Regions from separate parts of the Sus scrofa genome. Here region 1 is linked to region 2. The links are chromatin contacts, called in public HiChIP or PLAC-seq maps. All regions are on one chromosome and are shown on one strand. The core of a region is the stretch at or near the end of the contact, and the rest is flanking DNA. Distances in the headings are between cores, read along the strand shown.

Region 1 (6,377 bases), core at 730-3,229, 240 kb after region 2:
ATGGTTTTATAGTTTGGAAGTAGAAAATAGGGCCACAGATAAGGATCTATGTTGAGTCGAGCTTGTATTGTTTTTCAAAACTGATGTTTAGTGGTCCCATGACTGGTTCTGGTAGTCTTCCTTCTTTCTGAAATGAAGAATGTTTCATCAAGTAGTTAACATCTTCCATTCACTGGGGGTTTTAGTTCTGCAGGAGAGCTCAAAGATATTGTTATGTATATTCCTTGAGGAGGAACCAGGTTCATTTTTGAATCTGGTGTCATCATATGCAAATGCATCAGACATCTGATGGGAACAAGAAATGGAAGAAATTACTGTTAACTTTCTGTTTATGCATCTGCACATCTACATCTCTCTCCTTCCACTACCTGAAGATATTTGAGGTAGAAACTCTGGTGTATACACTACCCATGGCCCTCCCTCCACTGCCTACAAGTCCCTAATAGCTTGAGGCATAGGGGGAGCTCAATAAATACTAAAGCTGTGCCTGCTCAGAATCTGATAGGATGCTAGAATTTTTTCAGACTAACCTCTCTCCTTGGAAATCAAAGCTCATATCAGGCAGGCTGGGATCAGAGGTCTTTGCTTGCTGTTTCTTAGCTAAGAACTCTCTATAAAACCACATTTATCTGTAGACTTTTCCAAACAGCAGAAGCCAAGGATGTAAAAGGAGGAATCTAATTTCGGGTATGAGCTGGTATCTTACTGAGTTAGTAGATCCTTCATTTTATAAATTTGTATGTTTTTTACTAAAATTTTGTAATACTTTATAAATTAGTGCCAGTTAAGATGTCTAAGGAATTTGTAAGGGGGCCAAATAAAACCAGATACCCTGATCTTTTTTGTTTTAAATTCTAACATATTTAGGCCTTAGAGGGAATTGAAGATTCAAGTTATTTAGGGTCTGACATGACAATGCTCATATTTCAAACCCTAGAGCACATTTTAACATTATTACATATTTTTGCATTATTTCATTTGCTCTTTTCCAAAATGCTGTAAGCTAGGCAGGACATGGATTATCTCCATTTTACTGATCAACACCCCAGGGCTCAGACAGTGATGCAGCTGTCAACCCATGGCAGACCTCTCCCCTGATTTCCAGTCCAGGTCATCTGGCGGGTGGAGTAGGCTGGTGGGAGGTGGTGGTTGTGGTGGGGTTTTGGAGGGCAAGCCAGGCGTGAGTTACACTGGAGAAATTGTGGGGGTCCTGCAGTGTGAGTGCTACTGGCTGAGCAGGACCCCTACTCTGCTCCACATCGCAGAGCCCCTTTGTCCCAGTCTGCTTGCCTGCTTTGAGTACCAGCCCAGAAGAGCTCTGCTGGCTTCTGAGCTGGCCCGTTTTATCGGTAGGGAGTAGGTGCCAGAGTTTTCTGCTGGTGGCTGCTCTTTCTCAGCACTCTCCTGTGCTATCATATTTTCTCAGCTTGTTCTTAAAGTCATCTTCCTAACCCTTCCAGTCCTCGCTGACCCTTTCTAAGGTCACTGAAAGTGAGTTCACTAAGGACGCCAACATTGCCTTGCCGGTACATCTCTCTGGAGACGCACCCATCTCATTTCCTCCTCTGGAAAAGACTCAACCCAGTCCCTTCAGCACCTTTCCTGCCCCTTCATACTCCCATTCTTAGCTCATGGACCTCACCAGCATAGTCAAGACTATCTAGTCACCATAACTTCATATCCCAGTTCTATAACCAAATGAGCTCTGTAGATTGACTTAGTCCATACCCATACTCTCTTCCATTTTATCAGTGTCTCAGAGATATTAAGGGATTCTTGCCAAAGTTCTAACAGCCAGTCAATGGTCAAGCTAGTAGAGAACCCCTCATTTCCCACATTAGTTCTATTCTCTTGACCCACCGCTGCCTCGTCATCTTCTCTCCCTACTTTTGTTCATGTTCTCACTCTCTCTTAGTGGGACTTCAGTGAAATCCTCCTAAGGCTCTATCCTCTGCTCCTAGATAGTGTTGCTTTATTCCTGTACAGCTTTTGCCATGAAGTCACCTTCCTGAAAAGGAAGGATGAAAGAGAGAATCAGGCGGCCACGGGGAAGAAGACGATCATTTTATAGAACACGTGGGAACATGAGGGGTGAGTGAAATATGACAGTCAAAGAAAAAAGATTGTGGGAAAGTAAATTCATGACCCCACATATATTTCTACCTTCTCTCATGTTTACCGTCTTTCAGTGTATCCCACTGGGAAGTGACCAGACCAGATGTGAGAAAATATGGATCATTTCATATCAAACTTCTTAGTCTCATGCTGAGGATTCCAGGATAAAGTTTATGTACCTCAGCCTAACTTACAAGCTCCCCCACCATCCTGTCCCTGTGTATCTTCAGCTCCATTTCATTCCAATTCCCAGCACGTGTCTTATGCACCAACCATGCCACCCTCTTTGTGAAATGCTTTGTGTCTCCTGGGGATGGGCTTCCAATGCCTTTGCATGTTTCCTTCTCTGCCTGGAATGCCTTTCCCGGTATCTTCCTTGTAAAAAATTCCCATTTAAAATTTTCTCTGGCATCACAGCTTCCCTGAAGCTTCCACCTACAGAGTGAATTATATAAACTTCTCTAGCTTTTAAGTGTATATGTTTCACATATAGCATTTCATCACACTGCATTTTGTGAAGTGTTGGCTTGTTTTTCTCATTGTACTATAAGCACATTGAAGGCAGAATTTGAATCTTCTTTTTTCTTTTTTAGATCCCCACCATCCCCCCACCAAAGGTGGCTAATATTCAGAACTCCGTATATGTTGCTATGTGACCAACTGGCTAAGCAGTGTTATGAAGGCTTCACATTAGAGAATTTGGGAGAATCCACTGAAGGAAGTAAATTCACTCATGGCCAAAGTTTTCACCACTATCCTATTAAGAATATCCTATTAACTACTAACCTGGTTAACACAACAAGTACAAATGACTTATATCATTCCAGTGTGGTTTCTATTAATCAATTTAGGAATCACTGTTTGTATATAAATGTATAAATTTTGTATAATTTGAGTAAGTGATATTTATTATTGTAGACAATATATAGGTGTTTTTCATTGAGTTATTGCAACTACCTTGCAAGGTGAAAATAATAAATCCTTATTTTACAGATGGAGAAACTGAGGCTCAGAAAATAAAACCGATTTTTAAAAGAGGCAAATGAATACAAAGAAGCAACTAATCATTGTATCCAAGACTCTGGTGCTCTAAATGAACAGAACAGGTTAATAGTTACTCTTACCATCATCTGTTGCCCAAAGAGGGCTTATTTCTATTTTGCTTTATATTTATATTTATATTTTGTTATTTATATGCAGCATGCTTATAGTACTTTATTAGTTATATATTATTCCCAAATGGATGTAACATTTATTGATTATAAAAGTAGCATGTCTTCACTGTGCAACATCCTAACAATACGGAAAAGTGTAAAGAAGGTGGCCATACATGACTATGCAATGATTTCAACACCTTGTGATAACCGTTTTAATAGTTAGAAGCCGTCCATTCGGGTCTTTTCCAGTGCACATGCACTCATCCATACATACGTTTTCCTTGAGTAGTGCCATGCCTATTTGGCAACCTTCTCTTTTTTTCTCAATATGCGATAGCTGTATTTCAACTGTTAAGGCTTTTAGATCCATATTATCATTTTTAATGGATCGTAGTATTCTAATAAATGTGTATACCATAATGGGGAATAAATGTTGTTTCCAAGATTTTTCTATTATAAACAATGTTATAACTTTTTTTTTCTTTTGTCTTTTGTCCCTTTTCAGGGCCGCACCAGCAGCACATGGAGGTTCCCAGGCTAGGGGTCTAATCGGAGCTGTTGCTTCCAGCCTATGCCAGAGCCACAGCAATGCCAGATCTGAGCCACGTCTGTGACCTATACCACAGCTCCTGGCAATGCTGGATCCTTAAACCACTGAGCGAGGCCAGGGATCGAACCCACAACCTCATGGTTCCTAGTCAGATTAGTTTCCACAGCACCATGATGGGAACTCCACTATAACTTAAAAATTGTGAAAATTCATCTATTCCTTTTTGACCAGGCTCAGAAGTAACCCTGAGAGAACATCTTAACATTTAAAATTTCTTCAGTCAGGGAGTTCCCATTGTGGCTCAGTGGTTAGCGAACCTGACCAGCATCCACAAGAACGCAGGTTCGATCCCTGGCCTCACTCAGTGGGTTAAGGATTCAGTGTTGCAGTGAGCTGTGGTGTAGGTTGCCAACTTGGCTTGGATCTGGTGTTGCTGTGGCTCTGGCATAGGCCAGAAACAACAGCTCTGATTAGACCCCTAGCCTGGGAACCTCCATATGCTGCTGGTGTGGCCCTAAAAGACAAAAAAAAAAAAAAAAAAAGAATAAAAAAAAGATCAAAAAAAAATTTCTTCAGTCATTAGTGAGGTTGGACATCTGTTCATGTATTACTGACCTAATGTAGTATTTCTTTTGCAAGTTACTTTTTTTTACCCCCTTTGTCTATTTTCTTATTTGGGTGTTTCCCATTTTCTTCTTTTGATATCTAGGAGCAATTTAATTAAGAGTCATCTCTTCTCTGTCACATATGTTAAAAACATGGATAGACGTAACCTCAGAAATCTTTTAGTTTAACCCTTCCATTTTACAGATTAAACTCTCTGGAGGAAGGAAATGACTCAGCAAGTTCTCAGAGTTTGGTCTCTGATTTTTCCAGTAACTCAGTAAGATTTATTGACTCAGATCACTTGTATTTCTAGTATACCATCCTCCCTTTTCTCATAAAGCAAAATATACTTCTAAACTGACCAGGATTTTTTATCATAGAGATCTGCCTGTGAACAAACAATATTAGAAAAACATTAATTTTTTGGTCTTCTCTGTCTTTTTCCCCTTTCTACCCAAGAATTATTTTTTACTAGAGACCAGAAGAATGAAACACTGGGAGGAGAGATCAACATTATAAACCAGTGCTGATGTAGATGTTCTCCTCTTTGGAGAAAGGGAAATTGACATGGCAGCCCTCAGAGGCATTTGCAAGCTTGTTGGAAACTTCTTAGATTTCATGATTTTTTTTACTTAATAAAACTTTTAATATTCTTTGGATGGTTATGTAGATGTTTCATGGCTGCTGTTAACTGAAGTGGATGACAGTGAGTGAGGGCTACTCTAAGCAGCTGCTAACTGTGTAGTGCCTTTGGCTTGGAGATATTTGAAGACTGCTGTTTTGATGTGATGCATATTTGCATCTGTTTTTCATGCCTTTCAAAAATGGAATTCCATTTGCTTCCCCCTTTGTTACAGGGAAGTTAATGGCACCCTCCAAAATTAAGAATCACAATGAACAGCATGCACACGTGCCTATCAGCTTTTATAGATAGACATCTTATGCCTCATTTATTATGGGAGAAAAATATTATTAGTATGAGAAGGGAAAAAGCTGGGTTGAGGAAGCAATAATAGAAGTCAATTAGAAGAATGAAAAAAAAAAAAAAGAATGGTCGGGGTAGGGAAGCCATCAAAGTGCATCACTCATTAATAGATGCTTCCAGACTTCCTTTCTTAAGAAAGATCAGGACATGCGGAAAATCTGCGTGTCCCTTTGAGCACTGCAGAAAAGGCAGGTCGCAGACTCCCTACAGGGAAAAAGTCAGGGGAGAAGTAAAGCAGATGTTTCCTGCTATCTGTGCCTCAGAGGAGTGCTCAGAACCCGAGAGGGAGTTTCCCACAGCAGCACAAATCGGAGGAAGACATACTTTGCTACCAGCCTTAATGCAGAAGTCAGGCATGTCCGCCATCACTTCCCAGACTTCCTCTCTCTGTCTCCCTCAATCACTGACAGAGTCTACCTAGCTTCAAACTAGGAAAAAGTTAATGCAGATGTATCATATAGACAGTTTTTGTTCTATCTTCTTTTCTCAGATTATCTGCTTTTGAGGGTTTATTTATTCATATCCATCTCTATTGTGTCATTCCTTCTTCTAAAATAAAAATGAAAACAAAATGTAAAGGGAAATATCCAAGTGAAATATTACCTTGAACTTTGACAGCATGATGCTATAAGATATTGGGTCATTTAGCTCTACAGAAGGTTATTTAATCCTCTAAAAAATTAGTTTGAAAATCAAGACATTCATGGGAAGACAAACTGTAATATTTATATTAATATGTCATCTACAACTTTTAAACTATCTCTTTACTCTGCTGTCTCTTTTGCCCCCCTTTTATCTCTTCCTGTCTCTGGGACACTCTCTCTTTCTTTTTTCCTTTCATTCTAACAGTGAAATATCCAGGAGAAGGGTAATACAATTGGGGTGTGTGTGTGTGTGTGTGTGTGTGTGTGTGTGTGTGTGTGTGTGTGTGTGTGTGTGTTTGCCATGCCTCCAAATGTTGGAA
Region 2 (6,093 bases), core at 1,162-3,661:
ACAAACTCTGGGAGTCTCAGGGGCTTGGCATAATAGAAGTTTATCTTTTAGTCATTTAAAATCCCATCAGGAGAACATTCTCAAGCACACAGGCTCAGAGAGGTCCTGCCATTTTCAACTTGCAGCTTCCAAGGTCACCAAGAGCATCAATATTCAACCAACAGACAGGGGATGAGAAACTGGACCAGTATGCAGGAGGTTCTCTGATGGACCAGACTCATATTTCATCAGTCAGAACTTAGCCACGTGCATGGAATGGAATACTGTCTGGTACATGAAGGCTGGCCGTGAGCTCAGCAGTAAAGTAAAGACATTTGTTGAATGGCTAGCCACTTATTCTGTCACAAATTGTAATGCCGGGCAGCATTATCAGAGAATGAGGAAGAGTGGCTTCCCCTAAAAAAAGGGGAGTCAGAGCAAATTAAAAAAAAATGTCCTCTGAAGTAACTCATGGGATGTTTCAGACCTGTCTGAATTTGCTGCTCATGGCTATACTTGCATCTGGCACAGACACTATTATCTACTGAGGTGAAACTAACTATCCTGATTTATAAGAATTCTTGTTATGTTTTCCTTGTATTTCATGATTTCATGGGTGGAACGTAGGAAGGGCTCAGCTGGGAGATTCTTTTGCTCCCCATGTTGGCAATTAGGGTCACTCAAGGGTATTTAGCTGGCAGGTGGGCTGGTCTGGAGGGCCAGGACAGCTCACTGTCATGTCTGGTGCCTTGATGGGGATAGCTGGAAGGCAAGGCTCAGCAAGCATCCTTTTCCTCTTTATGTAGTCCCTGGCTTCACTACGTGATCTGTGCAGCGGGCATTGGGCTTCTTCCATAGCGGCTCAAGGCTCAGAGAGTATTCTAAGAAACCCAGGAAAAAGCTCTGGGACATCTCAGAACCTAACCTCTGAAGCCCTAGGTGTCACTTCTGCCACAGTCTATTGCCAAGCAGGTCATCAGGCCAGTTGAGATTCAAGGACAGGGGAATAGACCTCCTTCTCAATGGTGGCCAGGTTCAATCAGCCACAGATCCTTTCTAGGAAGTGAATTTTTCATGTGGGGTCATGGAATTTAGGGGACTTCCTTCTTTAGCAGAGGCTATAGAATCTGAGCCTTTACTGTCCTATTTACTGCCCGCTGTCCTAGCAAGTTAGCTTCTTGAACGGCAGTTCCTGTCTGGAAGAGAGCCTCCTGAAGAAGGAATCTAGACTCTGGAGAGTGAAATCAGTGTTCCAATCTTCAACCCACAGGAGAGAACAAAAGAATCCCTCATGGAGGGTAATAGATAGGGAGGGACCTGTTCCTGGGAGTGGTATCTGGCTAAAGTTAGTATAGCTGGATCTATAACCCTATGACATATGAACTGTAATTATGCTCACTTTATAAAATGAGAACCGAGGCACAAGGAGTTGAATAACTTGCCCGGCTCATACTGCCCAAAAATGAGGAGACTGTACTCAGCTCCAGGCAGTCTGGTTCCAGAGGCCATGGGACACCAGCGAAATGCTAAAAGTAGTAATTGCTTTTGTAACACTATGAGTCTCATGATTTACTGTCACTTCTATCATCATGAGTCTACCATCATTATTACCAAGTTGACTTATTTTCTGTAGGAAATCAAATATACCTCTGTGAGTCTGTAAATGTCTGTGCTAACAATTTTTCTCATCAGCTACATCTTTCAGTTACAGTGACACCCATTCATCTCCCAGGGTGCCCTAGGGCTCATATGCTAATTAAGTCAAATAAGTCTGGCTTACCTTATGACCACACTACTGCAAACCTGGATTGTTGATGTCAAGTCAAGTGAATAGTCCTACTGAGGAGCCAGTAGCTGTGTGAAGCAGCAGGAAGCACCTTAATGTGGAAATCTGAGGTCTGAGTTTTCTTCTGAGTCAGCAGGGACTAGAAAGCCAGACTTTCCCAAGGAAAAATCTGCTGTGGGATTCCCGTCAAGGCCTCCCGTCTCCCCTAATCCCACATCCTGACCCCTTGCTCCTTGCTGCATGCACTTTGCGTCGGCTCTCCTAAGCCATTTGTCTTCTGAGCAGAGACAGAAAGCCCCCAGGGAAAAAATAGCTGGAGTCTTCTGGGTATTTTCTAGGGTTGGGTGGTTGAGGTTGTTTGGCAGAGGTGAGCACTATGGCCCTGGCGTCACGTAGGATCTGTTTACAGCCCTCTGGCAGTCTCCGTCTTCCTGCAGGGATGGCAGATGGCCTGTGTTTTTAATAATTAAAAAAAAAGTCAGAGGGAAATCAGGCTCAGCAGGAGGAATTTGGAACCATCCAAGCAGCACAATTGAGCTGTGAATTTGTTTGGAAATTGTACATAGTGTCTTCCCATTGAGCATGCCTCCAGCCTCAGCACTTCCAGGAATCCATGAGCACCCATGTAATGATTTTCATCAGCAGGGCTCAGTCAGGGGTGTTGGGTGAATGGGAGCCACTGGCAGTCCCAGGCTACCCTGTACTAGTAGGACTGTACCTCCCAAAGGCCATGGCCAATGATATGTGAAACCTTCATCCCTGCTCTTCCCCCCACCCCCTTAACTTCACCACAGCCCTAGGAGGCAGAGATCCCAAGTGATTATGTAAATCAGCCTTCAAGACTGCCTTTGGATGGTTTAGTGAAAAAGAAGAAATAACCAGCTTTAACAAGAAGAATAAAGGCCTCTAAGACATGGTGGTGGAGGTCCTACGCTCTGATGGGTTATATCGTGGGATGTGGAACTAACTGTTCACCTCATTGGCTCTCCATTTGGTGGAGGCCCAGAGGAGCAGAGAAGGAAGAGTCAAGCTGGAAGTTCAGAGCCATAAGTTCCAATCTTGGCCTGATACCTCCAGCCTGATGATTTTCCTTTTCTGGGTTTTTGTTACTTTATTTGTAAGACTGAGTTCTACACTTGGAATAGGTTGGAGAAGTAATCATTCTTGTATATGACTTGATTCCCTGGAAAAGTACAGACAGATCTCAGAGGCAAAGACAACTGTATGCCACAGGGAAGTGACTAGAGAAATTGGGAAATTGCTTTGGAAAGACCATTGACAATAAATAAACTTGGGCAGCATGGAATATGTTGAGTGGGCCCAGATATGGAGCCCCAAGGACATCCTTTTATTCTGAATGGACCACTAAAGAGATGGGGTCCCAGAGAACATTGACCACACTCCCTGACCCCCATCAGCATCCTCCTTCCCTTGCCTGATGCTGAATCTGAGTCTTCTAGAAGCAGGCTTGACAGTGAGTTGTGCCTGAGCAGAGCCGTGGTCCATACAATGTCTGATATGTCCAGCTGAAGATCACATCTCAGGGTCTCTGGTCCTGGCAGGAAGGGCTTGGAATGGACATTCAGGGCCTGAAGGAGGAAAGAAAGCTATCCCGTGTTGTTCCCCACTCCCTCTTGCCTGGTCAATACTGAGTCCCACTAACCAGCTGCCACCAAGGGCGAGTCAGCCCAGCAGATGGTATGAGGCCGAGAGAGGATCCCGTTAGCCAGCAGCACAGACATGACAACGACTGTGCATGTGGGGGGCTCTGCTCCAAGTCTCTTGCTCTCTCCCTCTCCTCCCTCCATCTCTGTATTATTCAAGCAGCTTCCGGCTCATCTGCCCTTCCTCTCCCCAGAGCCTCCCTCCTCTTGCCTCCCCATCATGCCTTCTTTAACCCTCACTCTCTGTACCTTATTCTCTCTCAGCCTTTGCAGTGTTTGGCAAAGAAAGAGGGAGGGGCTGCTGTTATAGATGAGATCCTTAATGTGGCCACAGTGCTAACGGGAGGAGGGCCAGAGGAGTCAGCTTCTTGGGGTCACACTTTCCTGGCCATAGGCTGAAGGAGGGGCTCCCTGCTCATCGTGAAGACCACAGCTGAACACACACCAGTAGGTGGGCTGAGAGTAATACTTCAGCTTGTAGCAGTGGGGTCAAGGCCAGGAGGCCTCAGACAGTTTGTCTGCCTGGGAAAGCCAAGGTGAAAGGTCCAGTGCTCCAGGACTTCATTCCAGGTCACAGAAGGCCCCTTGTTCGTATGCTCCTCCACCCTCTCCTCCTTCCGAAAACCCTTTCTGTCCAGGCCCCTGGCTGGGGACAGGGCTGAGCCTGAGGTCTGGGGATGTTTTTCTGTCCCCTTAGGAGTCCTGGGTTTTGGGGAGACAGGCTAGTACAAGGGCAGTGCTAAGGGTGGTTTCAGGTCCTGTCACTAACTGTGACTTCAGCCTCTCCTGGCATGGCCTGATCCCCTCCCTCCTAGAATCTGCCTCCCATGGGAGCAGGCTGCAGCCAGAATAGTTCTGGGATTTTCCCCCAGGAATTTATGCCATGCTCAGTTCAGATCCAGAAGCATAGAGACAACCCTGAGAAAAAGGAATAGAGCAAGAATTCTTTGAAGGAAACTCAAGCTCAGCTTCTCCTATATCCCCAGCTCCCCTAGAGCAGGCTTCATTGTAGATTACACAGAATATTTTACAATGGTCTGTGTCTGTGCTGTCCCATAATGGAGCTGCTAGCCTGGAAACTTGGCTAGGAAGACCAAGGTACTGAATTTTTAATTTTATTTTATTTCAGGAAATTTCAATTTAAGTTACCATCTGTGGCCAGAGGGTGCCGAATCGGGCAGGTGGCATTTGAAATGGGTCTTGAGGAGAGGGTAGGGTGTGGGCAGTCAGAGATGGGGGGAGGGCAGAGGGCACAGAGACAAGATGACTGGTACATGCAGAAGGAGCAGCCCATTTGAGGAAGGGACAGTTTTGTTAAAATTCTTCTGAGGAGTTCCCTTTGTGCCTCAGCAGTTAATAAACCTGACTAGGATCCATGAGAAGGCAGGTGAAATCCCTGGCCTTGCTTAGTGGCTTAAGGATCTGGTGCTGCCGTGAGCTGTGGTGTGGGTCACAGATGTGGCTTGGTGTTGCTGTGGCTAAAGCTCCAGTTCGACCCTTAGCCTGGAAACTTCCATATGCTGCAGGTGCGGCCCTAAAAAGCAAAAAAAAAAAAAAAAAAAGATTCTTCCGAATCTCTTTTAGAAACCCACTTAAGCAATATTCCCACGGGGCAAGAGAAATAGCAGGAAACCCCCAAATAACAAAGGGCTAGGATGAGGGGTGTCTAACATTTGCTTGGTTTCTGCCAAGTGTACATGCTTTCTCTCTCTTCTGAGCTGGCTCCAGAATTTCTAGAATTTCCAGCTCCCTTCCTTTCACCAGCCAGGGGCTAGTCCCTGGGGATGACAGCTGATAGCATGGTAGGCATTTTCTGCTTAGCCTGTGTGACTCCAAACACGTGCTAGGGCACAGAGCATTCACACTGCCCCATCTCCAGGCATGCCCAAGCTGCTGTCTAAAATTGCACAGGCAGGAGTTCTCACTGTGGCTCAGCAGGTTAAGAACCTGACACAGTGTCCTCAAGGATGTGAGTTTGATCCCTGGCCTCTCTCAGTGGGTTATGGATCCAGCGTTGCCATGAGCTATGGTGTAGGCCAGCAGCTGTATCTCTGATTTGACCCCTAGCCTGGGGATTTCCATATGCCACAGGTGTGGCCCTAAAAAAGAAAAAAAATAAGTTTAAAAAAAGTAAAATGGCACAGGCAGTGATCTTAGCCCTGACATCCCCATCGTGGGCTCTCATTGCCAGCCTGTATGAATCCCTTGGAGCTGCCTTCACCTCCCTTCCTGCTGGCGGATGCTGACCTACCTACTGCTATACAAGTCAAATTGTGACTTTAGCTAGACCCCAGGGAACTGGAACCCATGCTTGCCCACACAGAATGAGAGATCCTTGAGAACTTCATACCTGCCAGGCACTGTGTCCAGCTCTGTGGACAGATTAGCTCAGGTGCCCACTCATGCCTAGAGTAGGTGACCCAGGTGGGCTGGAGGAAAGAGACAGGGGATGGTGGGGGTTAGCCACGTAGTTTTCCCTGTCTACTTAACTCTACCTTGTTACGACCACACAAAAAAGTGGGCAGAATGTGCTCCAATTTCCTTTTAGTGAAGAGAAGCTGGAATCGGAATTTTAATTTGAAATTTCCTAAGTTTTTTTTTTTTTAAAGGCATAAAAAAGAAAGAAATCATGCTATTTGCAGCAACATAGATGAACCCAGAGAT

Evidence for each region. HiChIP or PLAC-seq counts read pairs in DNA pulled down with a chosen protein or histone mark.
Region 1: a contact with region 2 is called in an H3K27ac HiChIP or PLAC-seq map of skeletal muscle. The contact joins two enhancer-like sites. A contact is called at or near these places in 2 of 47 Hi-C or Micro-C datasets (embryonic fibroblasts and fibroblasts) and 1 of 2 datasets of contacts at active chromatin or transcription factors (skeletal muscle).

What each region holds. Positions count from the first base shown.
Region 1 is chr15:119,343,717-119,350,093 of Sscrofa11.1, forward strand. No RefSeq gene overlaps it. Among named protein-coding and RNA genes, the nearest start is that of TNP1, 310 kb to the left of the region's middle. Within about 2 kb of position 1,980, at least 1 of the 83 cell types and tissues checked has an H3K27ac peak or open chromatin away from gene starts, as enhancers often do. A contact at or near this core is called in skeletal muscle, where this site is marked.
Region 2 is chr15:119,108,215-119,114,307 of Sscrofa11.1, forward strand. No RefSeq gene overlaps it. Among named protein-coding and RNA genes, the nearest start is that of TNP1, 73 kb to the left of the region's middle. Within about 2 kb of position 2,412, at least 3 of the 83 cell types and tissues checked have an H3K27ac peak or open chromatin away from gene starts, as enhancers often do. A contact at or near this core is called in skeletal muscle, where this site is marked.